Regions from separate parts of the Triticum aestivum genome. Here region 2 is linked to region 1. A link is a contact called in public Hi-C data. All regions are on one chromosome and are shown on one strand. The core of a region is the stretch at or near the end of the contact, and the rest is flanking DNA. Distances in the headings are between cores, read along the strand shown.

What was found. Hi-C and Micro-C count contacts between places; a contact is called where the count stands out from the background.
Region 2: a Hi-C map of leaf shows a contact between it and region 1, with 3 times the contacts expected there. The contact joins the enhancer-like site here to the promoter of LOC123072099 in region 1. A contact is called at or near these places in 2 of 5 Hi-C or Micro-C datasets (both in leaf).

What each region holds. Positions count from the first base shown.
Region 1 is chr3B:738,688,883-738,696,656 of IWGSC CS RefSeq v2.1, forward strand. LOC123072099 reads right to left here and starts at 2,470. Exons shown (of 4, transcript XM_044495657.1): 1 at 2,356-2,470; 2 at 1,961-2,264. The coding sequence starts at 2,122.
Region 2 is chr3B:739,149,302-739,157,105 of IWGSC CS RefSeq v2.1, forward strand. No RefSeq gene overlaps it. Among protein-coding and RNA genes, the nearest start is that of LOC123066255, 260 kb to the left of the region's middle. Within about 2 kb of position 3,465, at least 8 of the 8 cell types and tissues checked have an H3K27ac peak or open chromatin away from gene starts, as enhancers often do. A contact at or near this core is called in leaf, where this site is marked.

The sequences.
Region 1 (7,774 bases), core at 1,220-3,719:
ACGCAAAGATGACACAAACATCTTAACGGTTTCATTTTTCACCAGAAGAACATCTTAAACTAGCTAGAAGCATGCTAGCTAGAGACATAGAGAACATATGCATGTCTACATCCATGACTACATGTATAGGTGTGTCTTTATTATACATGCAGTGTATGTATATACGCCGTCCCCATCCCCATGTGTTATTGTTAAACAGGCACATTGCCATCCAACCTAATAATCAATTAAGAGCTCTTAACAGTCTTATATCGATCGTGGATAGGGATCGTTTTATTCTGTATTTTCACCTAAGGAGTACTTCACCCACATGTCAAGCATTTGTACTCTAATTAAAATACTGTTTCTTCTCCTGTATGTATATGTTCTATGCAGCCACATGTGCAGGGGTGTTGGGTCAAAACTGTGCACCCTGGCTGGCTGGCTAGCCAGCTGACGGTGAAATGCTTTTGTTTGACTGACCGGATCAACCAAATTGTGGGGACGGCAATGTTTCATTCAGATCCGCAGAGTGAGTTAAAATTTGCATGGCTCAACGTCAGCAACGCGTGCACACGCGTATATATAAAAAATGCATTCAAAGATGCTTAGCAAGGTACTAGCATGTTTGTGATAGGAACGGACGAGTGAATAGATGCGTTTCCATTATTTAAGCCCCGCATACATGAAGATATTTGTGTCTGCAGGTCAAAGGGAGCCTCATTCTGCATAGCATGTGCCGTATTTGACCGGGAAAATACGGAGCAGGAAGGAATCTACGGAAGGTAATGAGCCAGAGGCAAGGCAGAGGCAGGGGGATGTTCTGAGCCAGATCGAGAGGGGAAGAGGCATTTGTTTGACCGGTAGTACCTTGTATTAATGGGAAAGAATCTGTTTGCTGATCGAGCCTGCTACAGTGATGTGACCGTGACTTGTTCCCGGTTAACGGCTCTCTAATGGACGCACGTGATGTTAGGTCAAGATCCAAGAAAGACACATCAAAAATCCAGTCTTAATCTTAGCTTAGGAATCACATACCTAACCTAATGGCAGCAGCAAGCAAGCACACATGGCGTCCATGGCCACCGGTTTTCCTATGGCAATTTCAGCTACACCTCTGCGATTCCAAGAGCAAGAGGGGGTCTCTCTAATGGAGGCACAACCGACACCTTGATTGCTCATTGCAGTGTTGCTAGCTACTCACTACAGTTGCTTGACGCACGCGTAGCGACGTGTCCGTATGAGACCGTCAGACTCTCACTGCAGCTCCGTGCGGATGCAGGTGGCTGTTCATTTGTCCCTTTCTGAGTTGGAGGAACAAGGTGAGATCATTCTGATCTCACCACTTGTGTTTCTGCTTCTAGCGGTGGTGCAGTGCGGGTTAAACAAAACAAAGTAAAATGTGGAATTGATGGGTTGATTGATGCAGTGCCTCCTCTCTCTTTCTACCTTTATGATGATGTATAAAAAGTTTAGCGGCAAAAGGTGATTGGAAATGAGAGGGGGACCGTGAGTATCCAAGGAGTAGATAAACAGTCACTCACTCACACACTTCAATGGGGCTGCAGACAGGGGACGGGGAACACACAATATGGGAGGACTGAATGCAGGACACGGGTACTATATAGAATAGTGGGCATCCAAGGAGGGCTAGGGTAGCTAGTGCATATTGACAAATGGGAGTGGAACCAAGAGATTGATTCCAATGTGCATGCCACTCACAACGACTCCATTTCCTCATGGGGAAGAGCAAAGGAATCAGGAAAAGAAGCAGGCAATATAGGAGGAAACTACTGATGATCTGTGAGACTGACACATTTGACATGCTCCTTTTGACACCGGAGAAGGAGAGAAAAAAGAGAGAAGAACAAACTTGAAGAAAACATGACCAGACTATGATCGGAGCTGGGATAGCAGAGCCGCTAGAGATTCCATGGCTGTGATCAAGCTTGAGAGAGGGGGAGAGGGAGGGAGATCATACCGAAGGGAGGGAGAGGTCCTCCACGAGCCTCAGAGCCTGGTGCTGCTTGACCGCCGTGGTGCCGCCGTCGCTCATGGTCGACGTTGCATCTGATCCACCCCTGCTCCTGCTCCTCCTCCTGCTTCCACTCCCTGTGTCATCTTCTTCCCCTGCACGCTCCATGCTGCCTCTTCGCACCCCTTTGGGTTTGGGTGGGTCGGAGCTTCCTCTCCCTCCCTCTCCAACAAGACTTTCTTTCTCGTAGCTATGCCTTGTCGTCTGAAGGAGAGTAGAAAAGCACCCTCCTCTTTTATACTAGTCGGTCCTGGGGAAGAGAACAGAGAGGAAGAGGAACAACCAACAGCTTAGGGCCGGAGACCGCTCACAGGAAATCCAAGTATTTATTTTAATCCTACCTGGATAAAATTAGGCGGGGAATGGAAGGTGAACACCAGCAATCACAAAAGTGACACCATCAAATGGTATTCTACTTGTCTGATGGCAAATCATTTGCAAAGACAGCCAGTCCCATTGGGTGACTGGGATATAATGACAGTTTGCTGGTGGGATCTCCAATTCTGTGGAGGTGGCCCCACTTTCCACTTCGTATTGGATTCCTTCTGCACTTTTAACCATTTGTCAGCCATATATATGTAGAAACAAACAAGCCACCATGGCAGAGAGGTTACTTGCAGTGCTCTCCAGTCCGGAGGTGTTAACAACAAGCAAGGCAGGTAAAAAAAGTCACAATTTTATGTTTCGGTAAGGAGTAAAATGGTCAAAATGGAAGGTGAAATATAATGATGACAGTTCAACAGCACAATATGCAGTAAAGAGACGTCCATAGATCATGTACGGTTCTTTATATTCCCATTAGAATATTGTATTTGTACAATGATACACGGCAGAGAACTTGCTCGTTGGCACCTTGCAGCGTGGAGATAAAAAATGCAATCCGTAGGGCGGGCATTGTAGATCAGAAGGAGCCGGTCAAAAGAAACAAAATGTTTTCAGTAGTATATAAAAGAAAGAATCAAAGTGCTCATTAGGTATGCTACACCCCCTAGGTATCTCAAATGTCGTTTAGCATGAACTGGTTATACAGCCACATCCTTAAACTTGCATAGGAAAAAGGTTCTGATTAACAAAGATCAAACTACACGAATATTTGAGTGGGCAGAGAGGAGCTGTCGCTCCCTCAAACCACAGAACTAGAGCAAGAAAAAGAACAAGATAATCCCTCGGTCAAAAGAAACAAAATGTTTCATCAGTAATATAAAAGAAAGAACCAAAGTGCTCTTTAGGTATACTGCCCCCTAGGTATCTCCAATGTCGTTTACTATGGACTACTATCACATCCTTAAACTTGCACATGAAAAAGGAACCGAATAAGAGATCAAACCACGCGTTTTTCAAATGAGTAGGCAAAGAGGAACTATCATCCTCTCAAACTCCGGAACTAGAGCAAGAGAAAAACAAGATCATCACTCGCATGCATTCAATGCCCACCCACACCGAAAGAGTAGTATTAGTATTGCTTGAATCGACAAATAAGTCCTCTTAATTAGGTTGTTGTGCTAAACGGCAAAATACAGCTTTGAGAGACAAATCTCAACTATACAGCTTGAAATTCGAACAAATAGAGCTACCACAACTCATTCTTGATAGCTTATAGCATCTGAGTGTTGACATATACAAAGGAACATTCATAATGATAAAAGGATGCCTAGAAACGGACTAACTAATAGGTTTGAAAACCGACAGTCTTAAAACCGTACTACCTCCGTCCGGAACTACTTGTCGCTCAAACGGATGTATCTAGATGGAGGGAGTATGAAACAAGTCAAAGTGCACAGGGGAAGTTCAGAAATGCGCAAGAGTGCTTCACGTAAAAACCAAGGGGTGTTTCTAACATTCTTCACATTCTTCGTCTCACCTACCTCCCCTTCCTGAGCACGCTAGTGACCAAGATTGCACTTTCAAGTTTCAACATCAGTTAGGACAACAATAATTTCCACTTTGAGCCTTACCACACAATGTGTAGCTTTCCCAAGTGACACTTTCGCCATATTTTTAGGCTGTGATATCGACATGAGGATGGTAGATGAAGCAACTGACCTGTAAACTCGGTTGTTATTACAAGTGTGCAACAGAATGCTTCACGCCTCTCACTGCATCATGAATCTACACATCTTTGTCATTCTTAAGTGCTTTTTAAGCTAGCTGGAAACTAGGAAGCTTTCAGAGGTGCATGTGCGATACAAACACTTAAAAACAGTTGAATCTGACCACATGAAAATAACCAGAACACCATAAATTCGTCTATTGCATGTGCGATACAAACACTTAAAAACAGTTGAATCTGAGCACATGAAAATAACCAGAACACCATGAATTCGTCTGTCTCTGTCATTCTTAACTATTTCCCAAGCAAGTTGCAGGGCAGGAAACTTCCGGCTTGTGTCTAAGAATACTTGAAACTAGCTGTATTTTAAGCACAAGAAAAACACATAGATCATGACTGGCCAAAACTTATTCCGATACTACCAAGTTAAAAATCAGGGGAGTGTATTTGGACGTATTGGAAACTAGTTGCGTACTTCCAATGAGAACAATGCAGTGAACGCCATAAAGTCTTGTTGACAAAAGGACATTTAGATCACCATGGTATCTAATTTAAGCACGTACGTTCCACGAAAGGACCACAAAATACAGCTTATCCTAGCCTATCATTTCCTTTGGATGGACCAAGGTACAAGGCTGAAACCAAGCAAAAGAAAACAAGCACACTGGAATTGGGTAAAATCCCAGTGTTTACGGTTTAGTTATTCAGTTAGATGCCGATGGTTGTACTGCAAGGGTAAATATCACATTAATGATATAAGCATGAACAGAAATTGCTTGAAGTAAAGATAATCATCACGTACCAAACCAGGCTTACAAGTAATGCAAATGGCAGCAGCAAGAAAGCAATATTTGGCTCATCCCAAAGGTCAGCTGAATTTGATTGGTACTAGTATGATAATCGAGCATAGCAAATCCTATATGATGATGCTTAAACTGCTTAAGCAACTGCGTAAGGGGGGCATCACAAGACGTCATTCAATTGTCTATAGTTTTGCAAATCTCACTTCTTGATACGGAGACTTGCCATATTATAATCATGATAGAAGCACTGGTAGAGATATTCTAGATGACCTCATACATAGAGAGCATTCCCTCTTTATTGGTTTGTGATTGTAACTTTGCTTTCTTAGGCACCAACGCAACATCAGCAGATCTCACAAACATCAGATCAGCTTCCAACCATTCATCTACCTTTACGTTCCATCACAGTAAAAAAATTAATTAGTAGTGTAACCGATGGGGTTCCCCGTTCAAAGAACTCTAAACAAGAAGCAACCAGAAGAACAGCAGGATCAGAGAAAAGATATCCCCAACTAGGAACCTGTTAGTAGCATCTATCAGTAGCAGTAAAAATGGAAAGGACAGTTAAATGGCACGACAAAGCAAAGTTTTACAGAGGCTGTGTAGCTTAAAACAAAACAAAAAATCAGCTCTAGTTAAGATGCCATGTCATATGCTGTTTCCAGGGTGGTCCAAGTTACAGTATATCAAAGAATGTTTCATGTTGCATATTTTGTGTTTGTCATAAAAAAAAACCAAGCTCCATGTTTTACCGCGTCAGTTCTTGTCTACCGTTGGTAAAAACAGTGGGGAGAAGACAGACCCATAGCAAAAGGATGGTACAATGAAGGAAAAGGTGAACAAACAACCACGTTGACAGTCAAAATATCGAGTTAAGAAAAACAGAGGCAATCGGTCAGTTAAAAATGAAACAACAGGAAAGGGTTGATTCATTAGAATTGCCTAAGCTTCTGCTGCTGTGTTTCCAACTTTCCATGCATGGCCCTAAGAACCATATTATTCAAAACATAATAGAATTATTGACAACAATATTCTGGACGCCGAGGGCAGGCCTAGCGCAGTGGTGAAGTCCTCCCCACTTGTGCCAAGAGGTCCTGGGTTCGAACCAGCCTCCTTGTGTGGGAGCTTCTATGCACTGGGTCTGTCCATCAGCAGATCTCACACACATAGACATCGTTGTCCATCCACACCAGATCAGAGCGGAGATATCCCCAACTCGAAACCGGCTAGTAGCATCTAGTAGCAAGCAGTGCAGTGAACGCGATAAAGTCTTGTTGACAAAAGGATATTTAGATCACTAGATCAACATAGTATCTAATTTGATGGCGTACCTTGCACAAAAGGACCATAAAATACAGTACTTATTCTAGCCTATCTTTTCCTTTGAATGGACCAAAGTACAAGGCTGAAATTGAGCAAAAGAAAACAAGCAACCTGGAATTCGATAAAAATTACAGTGTTTAAGGGTAAGCGTTTCATTTAGAAACCAATGGATGCACTTGAATGTTAATATTGCCGTGGTGCTATAAGCATGGCATAAATTGCTTAAAGAGAAGACATTCATCAAGTACCAAAAAAGGCTTACAATTGAAGCAAATGGCAGCAGCAAGAAAGCAAAATTTGGCCCATCCAAAAGATCGACTGTATTTGGTCAACTGTATTTGATTAGTCCTATTACAATAATCGAACAAAGCAAATCCTATATGCCGATGTTTAAACTGCTTAAGCAATTGGGTAAGGGTGGTATCACAAGACGTCATTCACTTGCCTGTAGTTTTGCAAATCCCATTTCTTGATACAGAGACTTGCCATATTATAATCATGATAGAAGCATCGGTAAAGGTATTCTGGATGACCTAATACAGGAAACATTCCCAGGCCTCTTTATTGGTTTGTGATTGTAACTTATCTTAGGCACCAACGCAACATCAGCAGATCTCACAAACATCAAATCAGCTTCCAACCATTCATCTACCTTTTATGTTCCATCGTGGTAAAAAATTAATTAGCAGTGTAATCAATGGGATTCCCTGTCCAAAGAGCTCTCAACAAGAAGCAACCAGAAGAACAGCAGGATCCGGGAGAAGATATACCCAACTAGGAACCTGCTAGTAGCATCTAGACGAATATTAGTAGTGGAAATGTAAACATAACAAAAGTTCAACTCTAGTTTTACAGGACAAGGCCAAAGTTTTACAGAAGCTATGTAGCTTAAAACATAACAATAGTTCAACTCTAGTTCAACAATTTTGGCACAAAAACTATAGTAAGATGCCATGTTAATTGATTTCAGGGTAGTCCAAGTTACAGTTTATCAAAGAATGTTTCTTGTTGCATGTTCTGTGTTTGTCATAAAAAAAAACGAGTTCCATGTTTTACTGTCAGTCCTTGTCTGCGGTTGGTAAAACAGAGGGGAGAAGATAGACCCATCCATAGCGAACAGATGGTATAATGAAGGAAAGGGTGAACAAAAAACTCCCTTGACAGATAAACAATCAAGATAAGAACGTAAATAGAGGCACAGATCAGTCAAAAAATGAACCAACAACAAAGGGTTACATTACAACTGGGTAAACTTCTGCTGCTATATTTCGAACTATCAATGTGTGGCCCTAAGAACCTTATCATAATAGAACTATTGACAACAATATTCTCGACGCCCTCGTAGGCTCATAGTACATAGAGAACATTACCAGGCCACAGAATTATCAAGAAGAAGCAACCAGAAGAATAGCAGGGTCAGAGTGAAGATAGCCCCAACTGAGAACCTTTTTTTTTTTTTTGCGGGTGGCCCCAACTGAGAACCTGCTAGTACCATCTACTAGGAAACAGTAATAGTGAACACGGCAACATACAGTTGATGGCATGAGAAGGGCAAAATAATGCTGCAGTGTACAGATACAGAAG
Region 2 (7,804 bases), core at 2,215-4,714, 460 kb after region 1:
CGTATTTACTTCTCCTAATGTTTTTTTTGTTTTGGACTCTAATTTGTATGATTTGCATGAAACTAACCCGGACCGACGCTGTTTTCAGCGGAACTACCATGGTGTTATTTTTGTGTAGAGATAAAAGTTCTCGGAATGGAAGGAAACTTTGCAAGGATTTTTTGTATCAATAAAGAGAATTTCTGGAGCCAAGAGATACCTGAGAGGGGCACTTGGGTGGGCACAACCCACCAGGGCGCGTCTGCCCCCCCCCCCCCCCCGCCCCCCGGGCACGCCCAAGATGGGTGCTGCCCACCTCGTGCCCCACTGACCCTGAAACCGACGCGATAAAATCACATATTTCTAGAAAAAAAAATGGAGGAGAACGAATTATCGCGTTTCACGAGATGGAGCCGCCGCCGTATCTTGTTCTTCATCGGGAGGCCAGATCTTGAGTCCGTTTGGGGCTCCGAAGAGGGGGATCTTCGATCTTCGTCATCACTAACACATCTCTATCGCCAATTTCATGATGATCCCCACCAGGAGTGAGTAATTCATTCTTATGCTCACTAGTCGGTAAGGAGTTGGATAAAATTCATCATGTAATCGAGTAAGTTTTGTTAGGGTCTGATCCCTAGTATCCACTATGTTCTGAGATTGATGTTGCTATGACTTTGTCATGCTAAATGCTTGTCACTTTGGGCCCGGGTGCCATGATTTCATATCTGAATCGTTTATGTTATCACCTTTATATCCATGTTCTAAATCCGATCTTGCAAGTTATAGTCACCTACTACGTGTTATGATCTGACAACGACCGTAATTTGAGGAGTTCATGTATTCACTGTGTGCTAATGCTTTGTTCCAGTTCTCTATTAAAAGGAAGCTTTAATATCCTTTCGTTTTCAATAGGACCCCGCTGCCACGGAAGGGTAGGACAAAAGATGTCATGCAAGTTCTTTCCATAAGCACGTATGACTATTTACGGAACACATGCCTACATAATATTTATGAACTGGAGCTAGTGCCGTATCGCCCTAGGTTATAATTGTCTCATGATGAATATCATCCAACGAATTACCGATCCAATGCCTACGAATTTACCTTATATTGTTTTTGCTAAGTTAGTACTGCCACTACTATCGTTACTGCTACAATATCATTGCTATCACTGTTACCATTACTATTGCTACTGCTGCTATCATCAAAACTATCATATTACTGTGCTATTAATCACTTTGCTGCAGATAGTTAATATCCAGGTGTGGTTGAATTGACACTCGGCTGCTAATAACTTCAAATATTTTTTGGCTCCCCTTGTGTCGAATCTATAAATTTGGGTTGAATACTCTACTCTCGAAAACAGTTGCAATCCCCTATACTTGTGGGTTATCAGCGCCGCCAGCCGCTCGCGCGCATGCTGCCCCGCTGCCTGCAGCAGCGCCACGCCCGCGCGCCCTTGCTCGCCGTGGCCATCCCGCAGCCTGCTCCCCGCCACCACACCTGCTCTTCCTTGCAATAGTCGTGCAACGCTGCATGCTCCCTCGCTCGCCCGCCGCCACGTGCAACGACCGTGCAAGGCGAGGCCGGCCGGCGGGAGCGCCACAGCGCCGCGTGCTCCTCGGCGCCCGCGGCTGCCTCGTGGTGGTGTGTGTGCGTGGTGGGCCAGTGAGTAAAAAGGAGGACAGGGAGAGGGATGGATGGGTGGGTGCGTGGGCCGCTTTTGTGCCCATGACAGGCGGGCCAGGGTCACATGCAAGAGGACACGGCCGGACGAGGAGGACGCAGAGAGCATCCGCTCGTGTCCGTTTCAGACGCAAAACCAGACCAACTTTGCGCCCTAGATGAGGCGAGACGGACCAAAAATGGACGTTTTTTACGGATGGGATCGCACGCTGGGACGTCCCGCATGTGCGTTTACCCCCAAACGGACAGCCCCGGACGATTTGGGGTCGTGCACTGGAGTTGGCCTTAGACATGCCCTAACAGGCCTTAGACATGCCCTAACAGGTTAACAGCGCAGAATAATAATGAACGGCACGGTGTGCAAATAGTGGTGGCGGTAGTAGTTGTACCCCTCTCTTTGACTGCCTTCCATGTGAGATCGACGAAGAAAACTGTATGCGTTGCTTCTGCGTGTCTGTGCTCCGTTGGCTCCTTGCCTGCTACGAGTAACGCTACTTCCTTTCTCTTCAGACTGAAACCTGTGGGTGATTGTTTGTGTGGTAATAATAACTTGTCCACGCATCTCAGAGGGCCTTCATTGACTCATTGTCACCTAACTTCAATGGCTCAATCGCGCGCTTGCTACACTGCAGCTGCGCACCTGCTTTGCAGCAACAGAGGAGGGCGGGCAGGCAGGCACAGGCAGCATGATGATGCATGGTGTGTTGCAGCGCAGTGCAGTGCAGGGGCGGGGGGCTGCATGTGGCCGCTGAAAAGAGATGTTTTCTGTGGTCTCCAAAACTCTCCCTCCCTCCATTGCTTGTCATGCAGGCAGCAGAACAGCAAAGACGTGTACTCGCATACAGATACAGGGCTCGGCGGTGAAGGAACGGAAAAGACTTGGACAATTCAGTAGGTGGAACATGGTTAAGAGCACGGCAGAATTCAAGGGTAAATAGTTCTTTTTTTCTCCCCTCAACCGTGCAGCACGCCACGCCATATGTGGCAGCAGAAAATGTGCCGGCGACGGCGAACCCCCAGCCTCGCAGCTCCGGCGGCGGCGGCCGGTTTACCAGCACGCAGCACACCGGCGATGGAGCTGCCACCTTGCACGTTCCGAGCGGTCAATCATCCATGATGCGACCATGGAGAATCGTTGAAAATTCTACTGGGCCGTAAACTGACGATTTCTTTTTACCGGGTATCCTGATGCGTCGGGCCCACATGTGTTCCTGAGAGGGAAGTAAATGGGTCAGGCGGGCACGAGGGGGCCGGGCAGAGCGAGGCGTGGCGCGCTAGGCAAAGCAAGCAGGGCGGGCCAGGCCAGGAACGCGCGCCCGTGACTCCTCGAGGCTCGCTCGCATCGGTTGGCTTGCCTACCGCACCAGGCTACGGCCTGTACGGCCCACGAGCCGAGGCCCTGGGCGCCTACGGACGGAGGAGGGCGGACGGCCCAGATCGGGCGCGCATCTCGGGGTCGGGGCGGCCTCATCGGATGCATGCACCGCACCGGCGCACGCCGACGGGGGCGCAGCAGCGCGGCGGGTAGGGCCTGTTCGGACCGTACGACGATGGACGGGCATCGAGGCGACTCGTCGACTCAGCCTGAGCCTCTGATGGAACCTGACGGCCGGGCGGGAATCATCAAGGGCTGTGCTGGTGTGTCAGCGTGGGTCTCGTGGCCGGTGGGCCGACGCAGCGCCCTTTCTTTCTCTGCCCCCACAGCAGCAGGGGTGGGGACGGCGATGCGGGACTGTGCCCCTCCTGCCCGCCCGCCCGCCTGCACGGTGGTGGTGGCCGTCCTCCGACGGGACGGGCGGACGGACGGAGGCGGATCGCCGTGCCTGGTTGGTCTTGGGCCGGGTCAACGTCGGTTGGGAGTCCTATCCCACTATGCTGCCCGCGCGCGTATCGGCCCACGCCGATTCCTATCACGCTGATGGCGATCTGATTCCCCTTTTCATAGCAGATTGTGGCGGTCTGATTCCTCCTAGGCGCACCTACTTCCGGACACGGGAATTTCCTGGGGGCCTCGCACGAACCACCCCCGTAGCAGAAAAAAAGAACTTCCATAAATCGCAGTCTCCAATTTTCAACTAGGCCTAGTGGCTATCTAGCCGTCGATCTATCCATCTATCCAAGGCATGCGACGCAGTAACACGGCATGACTACACTTGGCACCAGCAAACCAAGACGAGACGATCGCCATCCCAATGTAGGAAACGCGTGAAATTACCACGCTATGCTATTTTCACCCGAAAATTCTCTTGGGCCGAAACGCCCGGAGGAAAATTCAGCATCTCCGAACTAGTGGGTCATCGAGGACGTCCACTGTTGTTATTTTGGCTATGGACGTCCATTTCTTAATTTAGCCAGGAAAACGATGTGGGAGATTATAATTCTTCGGGACGGACGTCACTGTTGCTGGCATAGTACTACACACTACTTGTTGTTTAAATTGAAGAGGAGACCGGCGAAATGTCGCCATGCGCGCTCGGGTCGGCGGCCAACGCGCACGCCATCAGAACATACGTATATGGATCATTAGTGCAATTTCTTTTTCTTTTTTGAAAAAGCATACTCCAATTAGTCCACTAAGTACAAACATAGCTCCGATTAGTTTACCGCATACAGAAATAGTAATAGCACACCCACACGACACGTAGCACGGTGCGCCTAGTTATTTACTTGCTTCATTCAATTAAACTACATACAAAAGTGGTGCATAAACTAACAGGGGCTGAGTTTGATAGCTGGGTTTGGGCTCTCGTCTGAACCGCCTGCCACGTCCTAATTAAGCATTGATAAAGCAGGATGAGGTAGTGCCAACATAATCCAACAAGAAATTAGCACAGCATATACTAATTCTGTCATCGTTAGACCACAGATATGACTAGCTCCAACTGCGTCTTTTATTCTTCCCTCGTTTGGGTTAACGGTTATTACAGCCCACTTGTTCTCGGACCTCCTCGTTCACACGTGTCGACCTCAGAGCATGCCCATCAGGCGAGCTGGCGGCCTGGAGGAGCAGGACGACGATGCAGAGGCCGCGTCGTCGTGCCTTGGCTAGCCTAAAGATAGACAGCGTAGCTCGCCGTGTGGCCGTGTCGGGCCGGCTACAGGAGACAAGTCAAAGAGACGGAGCCCGCGTGTAAAAGTAAAAGTAAATCCACCACCGTCGCCACACCACAAGTAACCGATTACTTCTTCTCCGAAAAAAGCTCGTCGATTAGTAACCAATTAGGTAACTGCACTAAATAAAATAGTAATCAGTCAGTGAGGGGATTAAAATAGTGGTAGGATTCCTTGGATGCAGCAGGGGCAGGTTAGGTCTTCACGTCGGGAGATAAGCTAAAGAACAATTAAATATCGTTATCTCTGCGCTGCCTCTGCCTCTGGCTGCCGGTCTCAAATGCCCCGGTAACGCGAAATTGCAATGATGACCGCTCTATGCCTGTCCGAGGATGCAACGCAGGAGACAGCGGACCCTTTCTTTCTCGTTCTCTCTTGTGTGTGTGTGTGGACGCGGAGCACGTCACAGCCAGCTCCCCCGGCCAAACCCACGCAGCCACGGAATACTTAAATCCCGGGTTAATTAAACTAATGGGAACTAATCCGAGTGGAGATGCCGACGCCGGGGACCACTATGATGGCTAATGGAGGGTTAGCTAGTGGGCGGATTAGTTTAGCGCCCCCACGGCGATGGGAGCGGGGACACCCCGCGCGGTGCCGTCCGCTGCCGCGACAGCCGGCGCCCCTCGCCGCCCCGCCCGTCGCCGTCTCCGTCTGAACAGCTCTGCTACCACTGCTCGCGCGGCAATTATTGCCCCATCCGCCTGACGGCGCCGTTAGTTTCCCTCTTTCTCTTTCTCTAATGTGTTGGTGCTGTCTCCGCACGCGAGCTCAGCTGGCTGCCCCCCGCTTTTGATTTGCCGCAAGTGGTGCCACTAATCTACGCGGGCGCCATTTGATTAGTCGCTGACAGTAAACTAATTAGGGCAAAGCGCTGCTGGGTGATCGTATCATTGCCGCCTTTCTAATCTCCCGTGTTGGTGTGTCTCAGCTCCCTCCCACCCTCGCCCCTCGGTGCTGTCTCCATGTGCGCCTTGTCTATTCGCCGGGTCACTGGAGATCCGGGCCCGCCGGTTCGCTCCGCTATCGCTGTGCTGCTAGATACGCAGCGTACAGAGGGTACTGCTGCTGCTGCGTACGTACGGGCGTACACCATAATGCCGGCACGTACCTACCGCCACCGGTACGGGTGCTGCTGCGTTCGCGAGGAAGGCTCGCTCTATTCGTTTCCGGGCTTGGAAGTGGCAAGCCGTGTCCCGCCATCAACGGGTGCCTATCCATTTTAGGGCGTGCTTTGTCTCCCCCCTCTGCCTTGTGTGAAATGAAATGCTGGTGCTGTGCGCCCGTGGTTTCTCGGCAATTCTCGCGAGTTCTGTTGTTCTGGTTTCTACCGTGGCCTGTGTAGGTCCTACTATACCCACACTTGCAAATCTGGCCCTAAACGTCCGCAGACGTGTCCGTTCGCGATCGCGGACAACACCGGTTATGTATACTTCTTCTCTGTATATATTGCTGTTCAGATATGTCTACTTAAAATATTGGGGTTCCCCAAAGATATTTTTGTGAAAATCCCAAGTCCGTGCCAATTTTTTGTGTGGCTCTTGAATAGTAAAAGCATATTAGCTAGAGACAATGTATTGAAAAGAGGATGAAAGGGAGACAAGAATTGTATTTTCTGTGGGCAAGATGAAAATATTGATCACTTATTTTTCTCTTCTTCTACAGGGAAATTAATCTGGAATTTATTGAGATGTGCGTTTGATTTACATTCTATTCCCGCTGATGTGCATGATTGTTTCAACAGATGGATCAAATCTTTTATGAAACATGATAAGAAACTAGTTCTAGTAGGCACTTCACCTCTGTTCTGGACTGTTTGGAAGTGCCGTAATGATGTGATCTTTAATAATAAAAAATATGACACGATGGGTTTGGTGAAAAAAATCTGTAATTGGATCTCGAATTGGGCTATTTTGCATACAAAGGAACCAAAGGAAGAATGTTGATGCCGGGAGCAAAGCTCACGGAAGGGGCGGCAAGTGATGTTTATCGCGCTGCACAGGGGTGCAGACCAGTAGTCCCAAGACTTGGTGGCTGAGAAGTTTGGGGAGGGGAGGGGGGTGTCTCTCTCTTCTCTGCCTTCTGGTGGCATGGTTTTGCGTAGTGATCATCTTAGATGGTGTCCTATGGTTGTGCACCGGCTTCTGCTTGGCCAAGTTTTGTAAGATAACATGGTAGAAACTTTGCTATTGTTTGTCTGATGTGTGGGTAATGTTCTGATTGTTGTAAGACTGATTTGGTTTCTCTAACTCACATCGGAGGGGGAAACCTCTCTTTTGCTCAAAAAAAACTTAGTCATTGTGAAAGAGCATGGTGCTCCCATGTTTGGTCTTGGTAATTGATGACAATCTCTATGGACTAACGGTTGCCTTGAGTTATATTTGACGGTTTGTCCATAGGCTTTGCTTGAAGATCATTCATTGGTTTAAAAGTTATAAGTGGAAGATTATGTGTTGCCAAGGTGGTATTCAAGAAGTTATCCAAAGATTGATCATGTGAGAGTTGAGCTTATTGCAAGCATGTTTTGAAGAAAAAGATTGTGTGAACACTCATGTTTACCTTCAAGACATCATCTTTATGAAGAGAGAAGATAACACACAAAGCATAGAAGATGTACCAAGTGGGGACAAGTGATCCCATGGTATGGTAAACATTGTCCATTATGCTTTGTGTATTAACCCATGATCCATGTGAGTTTTTCTTGTGGGGTTAGGCATGTTTCCATGGGCGTGCATCAAAAGTAAGATATCATATAACCTATGGAGGATGACATCAAGTGGTGATCGTCATCAAGATTGCGGTGTGGAAGTTCAAGTGGAGCATCACGAAGAGATCATGCTTAAAGCTAGCCATACATTGTGGTGACGATGGAAATGTGAAGATGTGCCAAAGAGTGGCTCACCCATAGTGAAGTATGGGGGAGAAATCTAGTAGTCTTCATCGAGCCCGCGCTATCAAGAAAGGTGGTCCACTTTGAGGAGTGCAAGATCACCTTCATCTAGCTCAAGTCGACTATGCACAAGGCAAA